Regions from separate parts of the Sus scrofa genome. Here region 1 is linked to region 2. Evidence: chromatin contacts called from public HiChIP or PLAC-seq data. All regions are on one chromosome and are shown on one strand. Each heading gives the region's core, a stretch centred on a gene start, on an enhancer-like site or on the middle of the called end of the contact. The rest is flanking DNA. Distances are from core to core; before and after follow the strand shown.

Region 1 (4,615 bases), core at 560-3,059, 1.4 Mb before region 2:
CTCATGGCAACACTGGATCCTTAACCCATGGATCCGGGATGGAACCCGCGTTCTCATGGATAACCAGGTTTGTTACCGATGAGCCACAAGGGCAACTGTGGAACTCAGAAATTTTGAAGAAACAGGTAACACGCCAAATGGTGGAGAAAGAAAAGGCAAAAAAAGTGTCGCCACACTTTCTGACTCTTCCTGGCACTACCATTACTAGAACTGGTAGAATTCTTTTGATTCAGAAATCTTTTAACTGTGACTGAAAGGAGACACAAACTAGGAGTAGTGCCAACTAGTTCTTATTTCAAGACCTTGGAAAATTCTAAGATTTGATGATCTTTCATGACATGAAGCAGGCTTGGTGGTACAGAAAAAAGGAATGTAGAATATCATATACAAACAGTATAACTTCCTTATGGACCTAAAACAGTGAGCCACCATAAAAATAAATTCGCCCACCTGATCACGACTTTCTTCTGCTTTGCTACAACTAATTTTCTGGCAACAGACTTTCTTGTGGCATTAGATGAAACAGAATCTATGATTCAATATAATTTGTTTTCCGGTCTTTAGGAACTGGAGTGCTTACACAAAAGCTTCTCCTTAATCAGGAGTGGGGTGTGTGTGTGAAAAGAATGTTGAACTGATCATTAGCTTTCCTATGAAATAAATCTTTCAAAACGCAAATAGTGACTGGTTAATGGACACTGGGGTTTTCCTTCGGGTACAGATGTTTCGGAACTACGTAGAAGCGACGGGGGCAAAATACTGCGAATGTACTAAATGCCACCAAATCGAACGCTTTAAAATGGTACATTTTATGTGAATGTTCCCTTAGCTTAAAAAAAAAAAGAAAAAGAAAAAAACACGGCGCAGTACGCCGATGATCCAGCACGCGTAGTAAATTCTTTATCTGCAGCGCGTATGCTGGTGCCCTTTGAATGTTTGACCCTTCACCCAAAAAACACTATAAACTCACTCTGGGCGGAAATGTATCCTTCTTTGTCCCTTTTAAGACGTGACCACGGCCCAACACCGCTGGAAGCAGAGAGTGCGTTTCAAAAACTCTCTTCCACCGTAGACACCAGGAAGTAACCCTTTATGCACTGCAGTCTTGATTTCGCCAGAGCGTGGGCTTTGTCACCTCTGCGCTCTCACCGGCGCTCACGCACTCACACTTCGGCTAGCCAAGGTTCTCCCCAAGCGCCTCAAGGACAGCTACCCAGGTTCATTCATCCAGCTAACCCCGGCACCTGACACACAGATCTCTAAATAACCTACACCCTAGCCCCTACAAGACCTCCGCTGCCCCAGGCTCCAAGAACACCGCGGCTGACTGCTGGGCGCCTAGCTCGCGCCCCCTCCCCCCTCTACGCGGCGGCGCACGGCCTGCTGGGAAACGTAGTTCCCGGGCTCCCGGCTCCCGCGGAGCAGCCCCTCCCGCGCCTGTTTATCTCCCCAGCAGGGACGAGTTCCGAAGGGAGGGGGCGGCGAAGCGGCGGCTGCAGAGGGGGACCAGGGCAACGTCGGCCGGCCGTGCCCCGCCACCCCCCTCGCGGGGGCAGAGGGGAACCAAAGTCACGGGCCCGACCGCGCGTCCTGGCCACTCACCAGGGTGAGGGCGGCCCGGGTGGGCTGCAGCTTCCTCTTGCTCACAGCCCGGACAGTGGCCCGGACTAACGAAGCGGACATCTTCGCCGTCCCGGCGACCCGGTACCTGGGCCGGAGCTCGGCCACCTCAGCCTCTCTCCATGGACACGGCTGGCGCATTGACGCCACAGGCTCCGGCGCACGGTGGCCGAGGCCCCGCCCTGCGCGGGCCCGCCCTCGCCGTGGCCATTGGGCGGGCCGCGTGAGTGATGGCCGGAGGGCGGGGCCGGACGCCCGGGCAGTGGTCACGTGATGTGGGGGCGCAGGGGGCGAGGGAAAGGTCGTCCCTCTGCGCAAGGTCTCAGTGCGCTGTCTCCGTGCAGATTAGGGCATGTGGAGTTAGCTCCGACTTGTGGACTGTGAAAGCGCGTAGTTCCATTACCTGCCTGCGGAGCAAGGTGCGGCGCTGCCGCTTAAGAACGCAAATAAGTCCACCGGCTGGTGCTCTCAAGGACAGAGTGGTTCCGAGGCCCAGACGTAGTACACGTCTGTCTTCCTTTTTGGTCCAGCTAGGGAGTTATTAAGGGCGTAGAATTACCGCAGATTCTCGATAAACAACCTCTCCTTCTCCCCTCCCTCTTTCCACAGGCTGTTTGGGACGTTGAAAGACGGTACTAACGCAGTGTTCTCTTCGGGTGCTGAATTTGGAACACAGTCTTACTCTGAGATGTGACCGGGCAGCTCTGGTAATACTTTTATAGCAAGTACCAGTCAATAGCTAGATTGAATACATGTTGCTTGTTAGATCTTGGGTACTCAGGTGCTTCTGCCTTTTGATTCAGCAAATATTCCTGAGTCGCATGCACTGTGCAGCCTGCAGTATACCCGGGCATACACAGGAAGCCTGGTAAATAGAGGGTTTGGAGAATGAGATCCTGGTAGGATAGAAGTGCAGCAGGGGGGTAAGATGGGAGACCATGAGGAAAGGTGGCATTTCTCCTGGAAGCGCTAGAGGTAAGGGGGAAAGGGAGGAGGTTCTGTGGAGTGGTGCTGGGGAGGAATTCCAGTTCTGTTTTGATAAGGAAAGAACTAATCAGTGAAGTGTTTTTTTAATGCCCGGCCGGGGGCGGGCGGGGTGGGGCTAGGCCAATGACTATCCCCAACCTCCTACAAGAGGAGCTTAGTGTTTTAGGCCCCTTGGAGCCTACAGGATTGTAGTTAGATTTCGTTACATCACTTGTCTCTCTGCTGTTGAAATGCAATCACACTGACATTAAGAGAATGGTTATTTCCCCAGGCCCCACGGTGCACAGAGGAAACTGGGATTAGGCGACGGTAGTGTGGTATGTCTCTCGGCTTCATCTTTAACTAGCTGGTTGATCTGGTATAGGGCATTTTTCTCCTGCTCTTCCTCCTACAGATGTGGTGCAGATTAAACACCACTACTAATTATTAATGGATAATTTTTTTTTTGCTTTTTTTTTTAGGGCCTTACCTGTGGCATATGGAAGTTCCCAGGCTAGGGGTCAAATTAGACCTGCAGCTGCCAGCCTAGGCTGCAGCCACAGCAATGCTGGATCCCAGCCATGTCTGTGACCACAGCTCAAGGCAAGAATGGATCCTTAACCCACTGTGCCAGGCCAGGGGTAGAACCCGCATCTTCTTGCCACTGAGCACAACAGGAACTCCCGTTAATGGATATTTAGAGATGCCATAAAATTGTGTAAACACTCTGTATGGTACAATGTCATTATGCATTTGTCCAAATCAGTAGAATGTGCTATACCAGGAATGAATCTGAATGTAAACAGTGGACTTGGGTGATAATGATGTGTCCATGTAGAGATTCATAGATTGTAACACATGTCCCACTCTGGTGCCGGATGTGGACGGTGGTGGAGATTGGTGCACTGCAGGGCATAAGGAAACTCTACTTTCTGCCTAATTCTGCTGTGAACGTAAAACTGCCCTAAAAGAATTCATTAATAAAAATGTAAAAAAGATGCTATATATCATTTTTTATCAGTTACTGAAAAAAATGTTATGTAGTTGTGCAGCACTTTACTGGGTTTCAGAACCTTTGAGTACATTATCTCATGGGAGCCTCACAACTTTGAGCCACACAGAGCAGTAGCATTGGCATAACTATTTTATAAATGATGCTTAGGAGTTCCCTGGTGGCCTAGTGGTTAAGGATTTGGTGTTGTCACTGATGAGGTTCAAGTTCAATCCCTGGACTGCTGTGGGCATGGCCAAAAAAATCCCATCCCCACTTCATAAATGATGCTTAAACTCAAGCCTTTCAGTATAGTGCTGAATTGGACAGTTTTAAAAATCTACTACTGGAGTTCCCGTCATGGTGCATTGGTTAACAAATCCGATTAGGAACCATGAGGTTGTGGGTTCGGTCCCTGCCCTTGCTCAGTGGGTTAACTATCCGGCATTGCCGTGAGCTGTGGTGTAGGTTGCAGACGCGGCTTGGATTCCACGTTGCTGTGGCTCTGGCGTAGGCCGGAGGCTACAGCTCTGATTGGACCCCTAGCCTGGGAACCTCCATGTGCCTCGGGAGCGGCCCTAGAAATGGCAAAAAAAAAGACAAAAAAAAAAAAAAAAATCTACTACTAAATGTTTGAATTGAGGATCCTGTGCATGTTTAAATAGCTTTTTTTCCTCTACTTTAATACTCAATACTCAGTTTTTAACTTATTAGCTGTTTTTGCATGTACGTGCTAAATCACATAATGTTTGTCAGTGGATTAGGCATGTCTAATGTTATTTGAAACTGGTGCAGGTCCCTGAAAAAAACTGGCATGTTAGAAGAAGAAAGTGTCTTCATGATATATTAAAAAAAAGTGTTCCTTTATCTCAGAGCTGCAGCTGTTCAGTGGTGTGGAAATTAAGTAGGTGTGGGAACTGCTGAAGGAGTTTGTAAGCTGTAACCACGTCTAGATTTCCCCTAATAGTTTTAAAAACTTGCAACAGGGAAATGTTCAACACTGCACTTCAGGATTGAATTTCAGGGTTCTGAAAACAC
Region 2 (5,093 bases), core at 1,296-3,795:
TCAGTTGGCAGCATCCACCAGTTAGTTAGCTGGCAAATTTCCCCCATCCGGCCTTGAAATGGTGGTAATGGTCAATTAAAAGTACATTAAATGTGAAATAAATTGAATGTATAGTAAGTGGTGCATTTACTGAGCATTTATTATGGGGTTGGCACTGTCAAAACATCATTCATCACATGGACTTACTAAGCTTTACAACAGCCCTACGAGTTAGGGACTATTCATACTCAGTCTGCTTTATAAATGGGGGAACAGGCTCCATCACCTGGCATGAAAAACCAAGTCACTGGAGCACCTGAATTCTCCAATTCCTGAGTCCACTTCCACAGGACACACTGAGGCCACAAAGCCAGAGCTCTACAGCGGTTAACACAAGCCCATCAAACCAGCCCCTGCTCTGCTGAGTCTGCTGCATTGAGGAGCCCATCATGGGTGTGGATGACACTGAGAGGTCAGCAGGCCGTCCATCAAAACTCCTGCATGCACAAGGCTCACCGCCTCCTGGTGGGAGCATAACAGAGGCAAGGGCTATACCTCAGGTTCATGAAGGTTCTTAAAAATAGACAGCACTCCCCGTTGTGGTTCAGCAAAAACAAATCCGACTAGTATCCATGAGGATGCAGGTTTGATCCCTGGCCTTGCTCAGTGGGTTAAGGATCCAATGTTGCTGTGGCTGTGGTGTAGGCCAGCAGCTATTGGACCCCTAGTTGGGAACATATGCTTCAGGTGCAGCCCTAAAAAGCAAAAAAAAAAAAAAAAAAAGAGAGTTGGCCATTTTGCCAAACACTAATACAGGTATAGCAATGCACAAAGGAAAATCCAGTCCTAATCACCCTTAATTTGGATTCCACCACTGGGTCACAAAACTTTATACAGGTAAATTCTGTAATTATCACTTTTTTTTCCATTAAAAGTCCTAAGTTGTTAAGAATAAATATTTTAATTATTGGACTTTGATATTTCTTCATTTTGTAATGATGATGATCATAATGGGTCCTGCTAACTTCTGAGAGGACCTCAAACTGGAATTGCTACCAGGAAAATGGAAGCCCCAAAGAAAGACTTGCTTTTTTTTTTTTTTTTTTTTTTGTCTTTTTAGGGCCGCACCCACAGCATATGGAGGTTCCCAGGCTAGGGGTCGAATTGGAGCTACCGCTGCCAGCCTACACCACAGCCACAGCAACGTGGGATCCAAGCCGCATCTTCGACCTACACTGCAGCTCACGGCAACGTCGGATCCTTAACCCACTGAGCGATGCCAGGGATCAAACCTCTGTGCTCATGGATGCTAGTCAGATTCGTTTCTACTGAGCCATGACAAGAACTCCAAGACTTGCTTCTTTTCATCATAGACTTAAACTAGACCCTTGACTGTGAGGATCAGCAGCCGTAGCATGAACTTGGCTGCCGATCTGGGTTTGGATAAAGCACCAAGAGCTCAAAATGCTCTGAGTTCCCTCCTCCTTGGCCCCCTGCACCTCCCAGGTTCCCGCACACCAAGTGGAGAGGAGATTAAGTCCCAGAGAAGAAATAACAAATTGTTTTTAAAAGCAAAAGACTCCTTTTGATGGTAAGAAGGGAGAAGGAGCTTGGGTTGCAGGGAGTCATTTGGTAAATGATTTCTAGCTGCCAACGACTGTAGGCAAAGGGCAAGACAATAAAGGGCTCATATCTGCAAAGGCATTAAAGAGCCATCTCAAGTCTCCTGGCAGTCGCTTTGTGCCAGGGAGAATGCAAACGCAAGTCCCCATAACTCAGGGTAGGTTTTAGTGGAACAAGGCCCTGAGCTTGTTATCATTACAATACGTGGCAGCTGGAAAAATCATATATATTTTTCTCCATAGCGTGTCTCCAAGTATTTTGTTCTTCTTCTTTTTTTTTTTTTTTTTCTTTTTAGGGCTGCACCTTTGGCATATGGAAGTTCCCACATTCGGGGTCAAATCGGAGTTGTAGCTGCCGGCCTCCACCACAGCCACAGCAATGCCGCATCCTTAATCCACTGCGCGAGGCCAGGGATCGAACCCACATCCTCATGGATACTAGTTGGATTTGTTCCCTCTGAGCCACAACGGAACTCCTGTTCCTTCCGTGACACAAGGCAAAGTCCCTTTTATCAACGCACCCCTGGAAGAATCTTTCAAGGCAACTCGCTCCAACACCCCACCCCTCCACCCCCCGCCAGGGCACACAGGCTAATAGCTTTTGACCTGAGGGTATCCAGCCCCAACACCTGCAGCCCTGCCCCCACCCCACCCCCACCCCCGGCCTGGATGGGACTCACAGGTTGGCCAGGCCGGCCTTGCGCACGGCAGAGGAGATGGCTTTGATGGCCGTCAGCATGGAGTTGAGCAGCTGCGTGAGCTCCCCGGTGCCTTTGGCCTGCCGGCCCTTTTCCATAACATAGCGGGTCAGGGTGAGCATATCTGTTTCGAAGGGGCTTCTGTCCCCCATGATGCTAGGGAATGCTTCAAGTCCTTGTCTACCTGCAGAAGCAAAGCCTTATCTGTAAGGACTGATCCGTCCGCCGCTGAATCAGAGCTGATTATGAGTCTGTCCTAGCTGGGCCAGGACCTTTAAGGGGGAAGTGCCACCACCCACGTGGTTGAGATAACTGGGCAAGCCCTCAAGGAAACCTCTCTGGCCTGGCTCATCTGAAGGCTGCCAGAGCCCTTAAGCAAGCTGTAAATAGAACAGGCAACCCGGAACCACAGACCTACTTTTTCTTGATGAAGCTTCTTCTTTAAAGATCCTAAGAAGCAACCATTTAGTAGCAGGTAGGAGATGGGAAATTCATCTGCGGAAAACAAGGGTCCCTAAAACCCTGTTATTCAAGGGCTCCAAAGGATTCTTCTTGTATCTCCGCTGCGGTGCCTCCTTCCCTTTCATCACAGACACAGATTGGCAGATACCTTATCTGGGGAATAGGTCACATAACAAAATAGTGGCAATCCTGGCACCTCTTAGCCAGGGTTCTCTCACATGTTTGAAAGGGATGCTTTTTATTTCCAATAAAAAGTACGCTTTTTATGGATTTCCTGTTGTGGCTCAGCAGTAACAAACCTGACTAGTATCCATGAAGATGTAGGTTTGAACCATGGCTTCGTTCAGTGGGTTAAGGATCCAGTGATGCCGTGACTCGTGATGTAGGTTGCAGACATGGCTTGGATCTGGCGTTGCCGTGGCTGTGGTGTAGACTGAGAGTTGCAGCTCCGATTCGACCCCTAGCCTGGGAACTTCCATATGCCACAGGTGCAGCCCTAAAAAGAAAAAAAAATGCTTTTTATTTCCAACAAAAAATTTATTTTAGATGGATATTTATAATAGATATTCAAATCTGGAAGAAAATAAATTCTATTCCTAGCACAATGCCTAGCACCAGGGTTATTTTATCAATTCTTTATCCTTTCAATTTCTCCGGACTTGCATTTTTTTTTTTTTCCTTTTCTTTTTAGGGCTGCACCTGCAGCGTGCAGAAATTCCCAGGCTAGGGGTCCAGTTGGGGTTCCAACTCCCAGCCTATGCCACAGCCACATCAACACCAGATCCAAGCTGCGTCTGTGGTCTACACACATTTACACCACAGTTCACGACAACATCAGATCCTTAACCCACTGAGGCCAGGGATCAAACCCACATCCTCATTAGATACTAGTTGGGTTCTTAACCAACCCACTGAGCAACAATGAGAATGCCTGCATTTTTTTTTTTAACTTTTCCCTTTTAGGGCTGCAATTGCAGCATATGAGGTTCCCAGGCTAGGAATCAAATCAGAGCTACAGCTGCTGGCCCACACCACAGCCACAGCAACGCAGGATCCTTCACCCATCGAAGGAGGCCAGGGTTTGAAGCCGCAACCTCATGGTTACTAGTCGGATTCATTTCCACTGCGCCACGATAGGAACTTCAATTTTTATAATGAAAAAAAATAGGTGCTTGTTGAACAAAAAGCCCTACAGAGCCCATCCTCCAACACGCTCCCTAGAAATAACTGCATCAGAGCTGCTGGTGGTGGTGGGTTTGAGTTGGTAATAGGCACCTCTGGCGGGTCTGCACAGGGTGGTCCCAGCAGTTTCTCCAGGGGCAGAGAGACCTGTGTACAATTCGAAAAGCTCCTGAAACCTCACTTTCCTGACTTGTAAACGTCGGTAACAATAAAACTTCTACCTTACAGAGCGGTTATGAAGATTAAAGTGGTAAGATATACCGGTCACATAATAGGTGCTGAATACCTGTTAGTTATTCTCCTTCTGGATTTTTTGATGCATATATGCCTATATGTATATACACACAATTTCATTTTACAAAATAGGAAAATATACCCATTGCTCTATAATCTGATTTTTTTTTCTTTGATAGTTATTTCAATCAGAATGTGTTGTGCTGCAAATAATGGAAAACCAAGAGTGATTTAAATACAGGGAGTTTATTTTTCTCATGTTTCCTGGTAAGTTCACTCCAAGGCGGCTGTTGGTATTCGTTTAGCTGTGCAAAGGAAACTCTCTTTCTTCTCTGTAATCCTTGGTCAATTGGCTTTTGCCTCCAAGTGTGTCATCTCTTGGCACCAAATGGCCAGTGCAAGTCTGAACATCTAGGCTACACTGAAGATCCAAAGAGAAGGGGAGTTCCCATTGTGGTTCAGATTACTATCCATGAGGATACGGGTTTGATCCCTGGCCTTGCTCAGTGGGTGAAAGATCTGGCATTGCCCGTGAGGTCACAGATGCGGCTCAGATCCCGTGTTGCTGTGGCTGTGGTGTAGGCCAGCAGCTGCGGCTCAGATTAGACCTCTAGCCTGGGAACCTCCATATGACTCGAGCATGGCCCTTAAAAAAAAAAAAAAAAAAAAAAAAAAAGAGTGGAGAAGGGCAGCTCCAACTACATCAGTTCCTTTTTATCAGGAAAGAAATAATTCCTCACGATCTTTGTATAAGGCTACTCCCCACCCAAGTAGCCTTCAACTTGTGTAGCATTGTCTACCTTTATAACACACAGTGATCCTTTGCTGCAAGAGCTGGGCACTGGTATTGAATCAATCAATCTAAAGTGTCTGCCACAAAAAAGTAGCCATGTCAATATATAGTAACATACCTCAT

What was found. HiChIP or PLAC-seq counts read pairs in DNA pulled down with a chosen protein or histone mark.
Region 1: a contact with region 2 is called in an H3K27ac HiChIP or PLAC-seq map of skeletal muscle, with 4 times the contacts expected there. The contact joins the promoter of ISCA1 here to the promoter of FBP2 in region 2. A contact is called at or near these places in 2 of 2 datasets of contacts at active chromatin or transcription factors (alveolar macrophages and skeletal muscle).

The regions. Positions count from the first base shown.
Region 1 is chr10:29,063,329-29,067,943 of Sscrofa11.1, reverse strand. It overlaps ISCA1 (iron-sulfur cluster assembly 1 homolog, mitochondrial), which reads right to left and starts at 1,809. Exons shown (of 4, transcript XM_003357702.4): 1 at 1,603-1,809. The coding sequence starts at 1,761. It overlaps LOC102160368 (a long non-coding RNA gene), which reads left to right and starts at 1,833. Exons shown (of 2, transcript XR_001304283.2): 1 at 1,833-2,039; 2 at 2,230-4,615.
Region 2 is chr10:27,629,285-27,634,377 of Sscrofa11.1, reverse strand. It overlaps FBP2 (fructose-bisphosphatase 2), which reads right to left and starts at 2,545. Exons shown (of 7, transcript NM_001167632.2): 1 at 2,282-2,545. The coding sequence starts at 2,340.